Regions from separate parts of the Sus scrofa genome. Here region 2 is linked to region 1. The links are chromatin contacts, called in public Hi-C maps. All regions are on one chromosome and are shown on one strand. Each heading gives the region's core, a stretch centred on a gene start, on an enhancer-like site or on the middle of the called end of the contact. The rest is flanking DNA. Distances are from core to core; before and after follow the strand shown. Region 1 holds the start of CITED1 (Cbp/p300 interacting transactivator with Glu/Asp rich carboxy-terminal domain 1). Region 2 overlaps HDAC8 (histone deacetylase 8).

Evidence for each region. Hi-C and Micro-C count contacts between places; a contact is called where the count stands out from the background.
Region 2: a contact with region 1 is called in a Hi-C map of epiblast stem cells, with 2.9 times the contacts expected there. The contact joins the enhancer-like site here to the promoter of CITED1 in region 1. A contact is called at or near these places in 3 of 5 promoter capture datasets (fetal liver, fetal skeletal muscle and liver), 5 of 47 Hi-C or Micro-C datasets (embryonic fibroblasts, epiblast stem cells, fetal heart ventricle and 2 more) and 1 of 2 datasets of contacts at active chromatin or transcription factors (skeletal muscle).

The regions. Positions count from the first base shown.
Region 1 is chrX:58,183,067-58,187,293 of Sscrofa11.1, reverse strand. It overlaps CITED1 (Cbp/p300 interacting transactivator with Glu/Asp rich carboxy-terminal domain 1), which reads left to right and starts at 2,516. Exons shown (of 3, transcript NM_001037964.1): 1 at 2,516-2,974.
Region 2 is chrX:58,421,388-58,425,614 of Sscrofa11.1, reverse strand. The region is part of intron 4 of HDAC8 (histone deacetylase 8); the gene reads left to right. Among named protein-coding and RNA genes, the nearest start is that of HDAC8, 27 kb to the left of the region's middle. Within about 2 kb of position 2,049, at least 2 of the 83 cell types and tissues checked have an H3K27ac peak or open chromatin away from gene starts, as enhancers often do.

The sequences.
Region 1 (4,227 bases), core at 1,267-3,766:
ACCTCCTTCATCCCCTCTCAGCCGGGTTTTTAAATTATTGAATCTGAAATGTGTGAGCTAAGGAAGGCCTAGGAGGCCAAAGGAAAAGAATCAGAAGGCACAGCATTTGCTGACCATTTACTCCACAGCAGGCACCAATCTCAGCTTTTCCTTTGATCCTTGCAACAAGCGCACAGAGTTGCTACCATTTTAATCCCTGTTTAACAGATGGGAAGATTGAGGCCCAAAGAATAAAGCCAGTTGGCTTAAGATCATAGAGCTAGTACCTGGCAGAATAGGGATTTAAACCCGGGCGGACTTAGCCCTGAACCTGTACGCATGACCATAGTTTAGATACCTCCTTACCCTCCCAGGCAGCAAAGTGCAGGGGTGAAGGTGAGGGCTCTGCAGTCAGCCTAAACTGGATTCAAACACCGGGCCTCCTGGCTGTGTGAATTTAGGCAAATCTCTGGGACATCGTTTCACCTTTGATAAGCTCTACCTCGCAGGGCGTGAGAATCAAATGAGATGATGGATGCGAACATGCCAGGTCCAATGCTGGCACACAGAAGGTTCTTGGTGGGTTCATCCCTGTCCTCTCCTCCGTTCGCGAGCTCGCGGTCTAGTTGCCAAGTTAGAGATAAGAGTTCAGCGGAGAGCTCTGAGCTCGGCTGGAACCGACTGGAAAGTCAGTGATCCAGGGCTTATTTGCAGAAAAATGCAAATGTCTCCTTTGCTCTCTCCCTGCCTCTGCAACTAACCTCCCCTTCCATCTGCCCCCCAATGGAAAGGGGGGGGCTTTTGTGCTCCAAAGCCGAGTGCTAGAAGCCCCTCTCTTTCCTGCTCCCCAGGAGGTGGACAGTGGAGATGACAGGAAGTCGCCAGTAGGAAGACCCTTTCTGGCATGTGGGCACAGAAAATGTGACGGAGGGCGCTCCTTTTTCTGCCCTTCAATGGTCCGGATGGGGGAGGGGGCTGGCTGTTGAGCAACTGCTCCGGAGACACTCCAGAAGCCGAGATGAACATATGCCTCTTTCTAACAATTGGCCTGGGAGCCATCCAATAGATGGAGGGCGGATCCGCTACCTCCCGGATCCGGAGCCTGCAGCGGAGACGCGGCCGTGGTTTCCAGACCCGCTCCAGAGCGGGGGTTGAGAAGGAGGAAAAGTCGGAGGTCCAAATTAGCAAAACAGAGTTCGAAAGTCCAGGGTCTCTCACATCAGGCAAACACCAAGATGGCTTGGGGGTGTATTTCACATGCAAACTCTGTAGGGTTTTAGGGTCCCGGCACATCCCGCCTTTTATCAGAAGGAAACCGGGCACTTTGTACAAAGTGAGAAAGTGCAGCCATGGTGTGTGGGATGTGGTTTGTGTTGGGGCGGGGTGAGGGGAAGGAATGGAGACAGCAAGGTAGCTTTGGAAGCTGGGGAATGGGTTTACCTGGTGTTCAGAGCCCTCAGCCCAGCTTCCTCTAGGCTTCAAGTAAGGGCCTTGATCTGTCCCTCTGTTTGCTCCCCATCTTTATGTTAAGTAAACCGGTCAGTCCAACAACAAACAGAACTTTGTTCAAAGAGCAAATGCAGGGGGTACTTAAGAGAGAGAGAGAAAGGGAAAGAAGGAAGGGAAAAAAGGAAAAGCCCTTTAGGTCTTCAAACCAGATTAAGAAAATAGAATACATAGTGAAAATAACAACATGACATTCCCTCCTTTTTTTCTTAACATCAGAACTTTTTTTTTAAGGACATGTTTTATAAACACTGGAAACTGAACAGCTGTTGCTGAAAGGGAGTTTGGTAGAAGGGTAATCCTGGTGGCCTTCTTGTAAGAGGTGAGATGGGAACTTGGCCACAAGGAGCATGAACTGAAAGAGAAGATTTGGATCTTTTTTTTCCAAAAAGATTTGTGAGATATCATCCTAACCCAAGAAAGATGTGCTCCTAATGCAAAATGTTATTCTTGTCACCTGGGAATGATTATATAATCATAATCAAATAACCTGGCATACTGGGAGGGCAGGAGGATTCCCGGGGAGTCCTGGGGCAAGCTCTTCATACCCTGTTGCCTGTTCTTGGCCTTTTGGCCGAGACTCGTGAGCTGCACCTGGCCCCACGATCCGAGACATTACCTCCACGTCGCAACCCGTCAGCCTCCTTCAGTCCTGGATGACCACAAGAGTGAATCCCTCGACCCCAACCACAGCTCAGGCCTTCGAGGAAAGCCACGGCTGCGGGCTGGATAGGCCCTGAAAGCGGATCTGCCCAGAATCTGGCAACTTTAAGGGAAAAGGGTCTCCCGCCTCCCAGCTTCGGCCCTTCAACCAGGGAGATGGTGCAGCCCAAAGGGGACAGACAGGCTCTGAGAAAGCCCTGCAGAAAACCCAAACCATGCTCCTCGAGCCCCCGCTCCGGGTGCGTCCCCCTCCCCCGGGTCATTTCCTGAACCTATAGCTCTCCCCCCAACCCCATGAAGCCTGCTCTGGCCACCCTCTAGATTTAGGTCAGAAAACAGACACTAACAGCTCTCCCTCGCCTCAGCGAAATTACTAAGTGGAATTTATTGGGCAAGTCCATGCAGGGCGGTGGGGAGAGACGGTGCCCCGGGCCCGGGCCCCCACTCGCTTTAGAAGCGCAGGCGTCGGCCGGGGACGCTGGGCTCAGGGTGCCCACGGCCTGGGCCCGTCAGCTGCACCTAGGGAACCGTGGCCGGTTCCCGGCGCAGCCGGACCCGCGGGGCTGCTCGGACTCCGTTCCCCAGCCGGCCCTTCGCTTTCACACGATCCGCGGTGACTGCACCAACTCGAGCGCCTTTAAAGGGCCACACACGCCAGCCGCCGCTATAAAATGTTCCCAGCGGCACAGCTGCAGAAGGGGCACCGCTGAGCTGCCGAGAGGAGGCTCGCTCCACCCGGCTGCCTGCCCACCGCCCGCCGGCGAAGGGCCGTTCCTGGCGAGGAGAAAGAGGGCAGAGGAAGGCACAGCACCCGCTCTGGCCCTCGGTGAGTATCCAGTTCAGATTTTGCCACCAACTCGCCCACGAGCCAGGACATGTGCTAATAATGCCATAAGCCGGTTATAAAGACGTGGAAATTGGGGGGAGCGAGAAAAAGGGGGGAAAGGGTCTGTCCTTCCTGGGATTCCTAGCCGAGGCCAGCCTGCTGCCGTGTGCGTGTGCGTCAGGGCTCTCCGGGCGGCAATGGGGGCTTGAGAGCCGGTTCCCCCGCGCCGGGAAGGGAGCGCGGTGGCCGCCACCGCCACCGCCTCGGAGTCAGGCGCCGAAGCTGCGGGCGGGCGGGCGGGCACGGGCGCGGGCCGGGGCTGCTTGGCGCGGCACGGTGCGGTGCGGTGCGGTGCGGCGGCGGCGTGGCGCGGCGGTGCGGGCTTTTCCCAGGCGCCCCGGGGTCGGGTGGCACTGAGCGCGACCGGCTCGCGGCGGCGGTGGCGGCGTGCGTGCCAGGGGCTGGGGGCTCCGCCGCTGCGCCCGCGGCTCACCCGGCTCCGCGCTTCCCTCTCCCCAGGGCAGGCGGCTCCACGGAGGTAAGCCGGGCCGCCGGGCTGGGCGCTGGGCTGGGTGGCGGGGCCAGAGACTCCAGTGGAGCAGGCGCAGGGAGCGGGCGGCGAACGGGCGGGCCGGGGGGCTCTGGGAGACTTGTTTTCTGTTTGAAAGCTGCTCTGCTGGGGGCGGAGGGGCCGCCCGCCCGCCCGCCAGCCAGCGAGCCGGTTCGCTCGCCAGCGCGCCCGCCTGCCGGCCAGTCGGGCCGGGCGCCCGCTTCTCCTGGGGAGACGGCAGCACCTTTTCTCCCTGCGCCCGCGCTTTCTCCAGCTTGGCTTCAACCGACTTTGCTAATCGCCCGGACCGCATCTGGACGCTCCGGCTCCGGGGCTGCACAAAGCTCAGGTTTCCTTTGGGGGCTGGAGGCGAGAGGGGCTTTTCGGGCCGAGTTTCAGCGGAATTGCGGGATGGAAGTTAGCGAATTCGGGCAACTTGCCTCTACTACCGGGTCGACCTCTGCTCTCCCCCACACTCACGCCCACACACACACGCACACCCACGCACACACCCCTCTCCCTATAAACGCCGGCGGCGGGGCCGGGCAGAGCACGGAGTCCCTGCCTTGCCGAGCGCCGGACTTGGAGGCAGACAGACCTGGCCGCGAATCCCAGCTCCGCCACTTTTTAGCGCGGTGACCTTGGGCAAGTTACCGAACCTCTCCGAGCCTCTCACTCTTCTCAAAGCGGGGTGATAGCACTG
Region 2 (4,227 bases), core at 800-3,299, 240 kb before region 1:
TTTCTGAGGGATCACTGTGGGGAGTATGGAGTCCTTGTCCTGTTGTCATCTGATGGAGGAAGTCTCCGAGTGCCCTTGATTCAGGCCCATGGCTAGGCCCTCAAAGCCTAAGAAATATAGTACATTTTTAATAAACTTTTTTTTTAAGAATAGTTTTTGATTTACAGAAAAATTGAGCAGAAAGTAGAGTTTCCATGTACCCCATACCCAGTTTCTCCTATTATTAACATCTTACATGAATAGAATACATTTGTTATTTGTTTATTTATTTGTTTGGCTGTACCTATAACATGTGAAAGTTTCTGGGCCAGGGATTGAACCCAGTGGTGACAACACAGGATCCTTAACCCACTAGGTCACCAGGGAACTCTAATACATTTGTTAATATTAATGAACTGATATTGATATGATTCATAGTTTATTCACACTTTGTTATTTTTTGCCGAATGTCCTTCTTCTGTCCCAGGACCCCATGAAGGATACATTTTGTTGTCATGTCTCCTTAGGCTCCCCTAGACTGTGACATTTTCTCAGGCTTTCCTTGTTTTTGATGACCTGGACAAGTTTTGAGTAGAAGTGCTAGAAGTAATATTCAGTAGTATATATTTTTCAGTCTGTTTTATACATTTTAATGTTTTTCAGTCTATTTAAAGGCATCATTTCAAATAGCCTGAGACATGTAGGCTGTGTTTATTGTTCTTTTAAGCACCAATTTTTATAACAAATCTGAATAATTCCTGAAGCTGGTCCTTGCTAGAGCAGGGCAAGTATCTACAGCACTGGTGAATTTTTCTGAAACTGTGTGCACTTTGAGTAAGTCTTTCAATCTATTGTCCATGCTCACCAAACCCTTGCTGGTCTCATCTTTTCTCAGAAAACTTAAAAGAAAATTGAAGGTGCAAATTCAAAGTGTGTATCTAGAATTAACTGGTCTGACTTGCTCTATTTTTCTATACTTGATCTTAGCCAAAAGGCCAAGAAGCGATGACTTGCTATTTCTTCCTACTGTCTGAACTGTAGTGAGAGGCTTGTTCTCAGTTTTTCTGATTAAAAATAAGGACCAAGAATTCTGTGAGAAAAAAGAGGAAGGACTGAAAGTTAGATAGAGCCACATAGCTTTATCTTAATTTTCTACCTCAACTCGTCTTTAATATAAACTGTATTATCACTGAATTATCATTGAGTTTATTATTAAGATAAAACTCAGCTTTATATTTTTTCCATTATGTTTTCAAATATTTAATCCCACTACCCACACAGATTCTTATACAATCAATACCACTAAATTTAGTTGGAGTGCTAGTAAGCTACATTCACTTCCTAGCTAGTCTTTGCTAGAATTGGGTGGATTTTTCTTCTGAGAATCTTTCTTTTCCATGCCTTTTGTGTATTGTCTTTGGACTTTAGTAAGAAAATGGCTCTTTAAACTCTCTGGAGGCTGGGGGCAAATCAAGGTAAAGTGTAAATTGAGAGGAATTGAAATCACTAATCTTGCCTGATGTACTTTAATATAACAGTAATTATAGATCATACAAGGTGGATTGAGTCAAGTTGTAATTATGGACTTTATTCCAGACAACTAATAAAACTTCTCTAGGAGATTATTAGAATTTCCCCTAAGAGGTATCTCGAAGGTTGTTAAGGTCTCATTAATGCTTTGACCAGGAATTCCTTTCTATGTATTTCCTATAGGAGAGATATATACCTGTAAAGAAGGTGCCCCAATTAACTTTAGAGACTTCTGTTTGCCCTTCAAGGCTTATTTCATATAAACAATATCAATGTTTACTAAAAATTTCTCAGAATTGCATGCTAGCTGTAGGAAATGTGATGTAAATAGTTGGAATTCAAACATTTTACATGGAATAAAATTAATTATTGGGAGGGACAGTACAAATTATGAAACTTTTCAAATTATTCAGGTAAAGGTTTTTCCCACCATATTAGGTGGCAGCTTTGGAATGGGCTTAAGGTTTAACTCAGGTCATGGAGACTGAACAATTTATCTGTGTTAGTACTCAAGTGCATTTTTGTTTCTGACGAAGGTTGGTTTTCTCATAGGCAATGTCAGTGGCTATTTAGCTCAGGCAGTTAGAACACAATGCTAGTAGGGCCAAGACCAGGATTTTTGTCCTTGTACAAACCAGTTAGTTTTCACTGATGGTAGTGCTATTGGCCACACTATCTACTGGCTGTCCATCTCTTCAAAAGCATATCCTCGGATGCAAGGGAAGCCAGACTGGGGGATGCAGACTGGTAAGTGTAAATCTTTACCACCTTTGAGAAAAACAGTCCAAAGTCCCTTTTGCTGTAAAGACTGGGTCACCTGCACCATTTGTACTGGTTTGCCTCACTGTGTTGTTATGGGTACTCTAAAATGCAGAACTATGTCCATTGCTTTCTCTGTTTTATATCCTATTAGCTCAGGAAAGATTTTCATTCCATTGAGCACCAGACTGTGGGGTATATTTTTGGAAGCAAGTGTAGGTGTACCAGAGCCAAAAAAGGTTGGGAACAACTGTAGACAAACTGATCTCACTGTTCTTAGAGCTGCCAACTCTAGGCTTAGAGCCCTTAAAGTGGACTATAAATGTAGAGTAGGTGGTTGAAAGAAAATCCGTTATGTAGAACTAATTTCTGGTTTCCCACAATCAGGTGCATGTATTTTTGTGTGCCTGTTTTATGTGGTGAGAAGCAGGTGTGCACAAAGCTGATTTATTTAGCTCTGTTAATTTAAAACTGGGGTCTTAATGAAGGGAAAATTGTGACTTAGATAATTAGGATAGTTAGTACTTTGGATCTTTTACAAATGCCTTTATTTAAACTTATGATGATAACATTTCTGTCAAGGAGGTGTAGGTTAAGGTAGGAACTTTTTGATAAGTCAGAAAATGAAGCAGAGAGACCAAGGTCCTTCCTCAGTTTCTATCACTGAAACGTGGAAGTCTCTAAGAGGACTTGCAACTATGAAATCACATTACAGAAGGATTTCTGGTTTTTCAGTCTCCCTCTTTGACAGAGGAAACAATGGTGTTATAAATAAACACAGAAACTCTTGATCTGTAAAAGTCATTGAGTCAGTTCTCACAAGAGACAGCAACATGAACTGGCCGCAGGAGTAGTGAACAGGGTGTTAGAAAAGGGAGCCTACAGAAGAAATGACGAGGTTTGGACATTAAGCATGGAAACATCTGATTATATAATATGTTAACCAGTCATAAGCTATAATGACACAAGCTAGAATTTGTTCATTTTTCCTTCCCTGGATCATTATACTAAGCAGAGAAGAAAGGAAAGCCAATGTGTCCTAATAGTAATTTCAGCATTGTCTTAAACGTCCAAGTACAGGTGTACTCCAATTTAAGAAAATGTAAGAAATTAAACAAAAAAGCATGTTGCCAAATGGATAGATACAGGGATTGGATGGAGAACTCATTTTATAGAAGAAGCTTCACTATGACAGGATTCACCCACTGATTTCCTTAAATTAACGTTTCTGGTGAATTCAAGTTTGATTCGCAAAGAGTCAGTTATCGCATAACTTTTTATGAATATGTCTGCTACAAGTTTTAGCTTAGTAATACCATTTGTAAAATATGTATATTTTACAATAGAGTCTGTATACTAACATACAGAGCAGATTTCAATAATTTTATTTTCCTGATTTTTTGAAGCACTATATGACCTGTGTAGATTTACATGTAGGCCAAAGCATAAAAGCAGGATTATGAGCACTGTCTAGAGAGAAGAAGAGACATGATGGTACTAAGGGAGGATTAGAATTAGATGGGCAAGAGATATAAAAAGAAAAAAAAATTGAGAAATTTTGGCCATTTCCGATTTCTGGGAAAGCTATCTTGCTTTCTATCTCTGGTGTACCTTTTGCCTCTGACTAGTTAGTTGAAGTTTTCTCTCCTGCTGATCTCCTATAATCATTTCAGCTCTTAAACATAGAAATTATCCATAAGGGTACAAATAGCATCATTTGGTGAAGCAACAACAATAGAAGCACCAGTGACACATTCCAGGAATGATTAAGAGGTTCAATCAGCTAGTACTGGAAATGGGGGGGGAGTACCTTATTTGAAAGTAAGAATGCAACTTTGCTAAGCACAACCCTGAATCATAAAGGGCTTTGATAAGAGTGCCCTTAAGTGCAAAAGTTACAGCTAGAAAAATTGCCCTTGTCCTGAACTACCAACAACTATGGAAATTTGCAGAAATTTC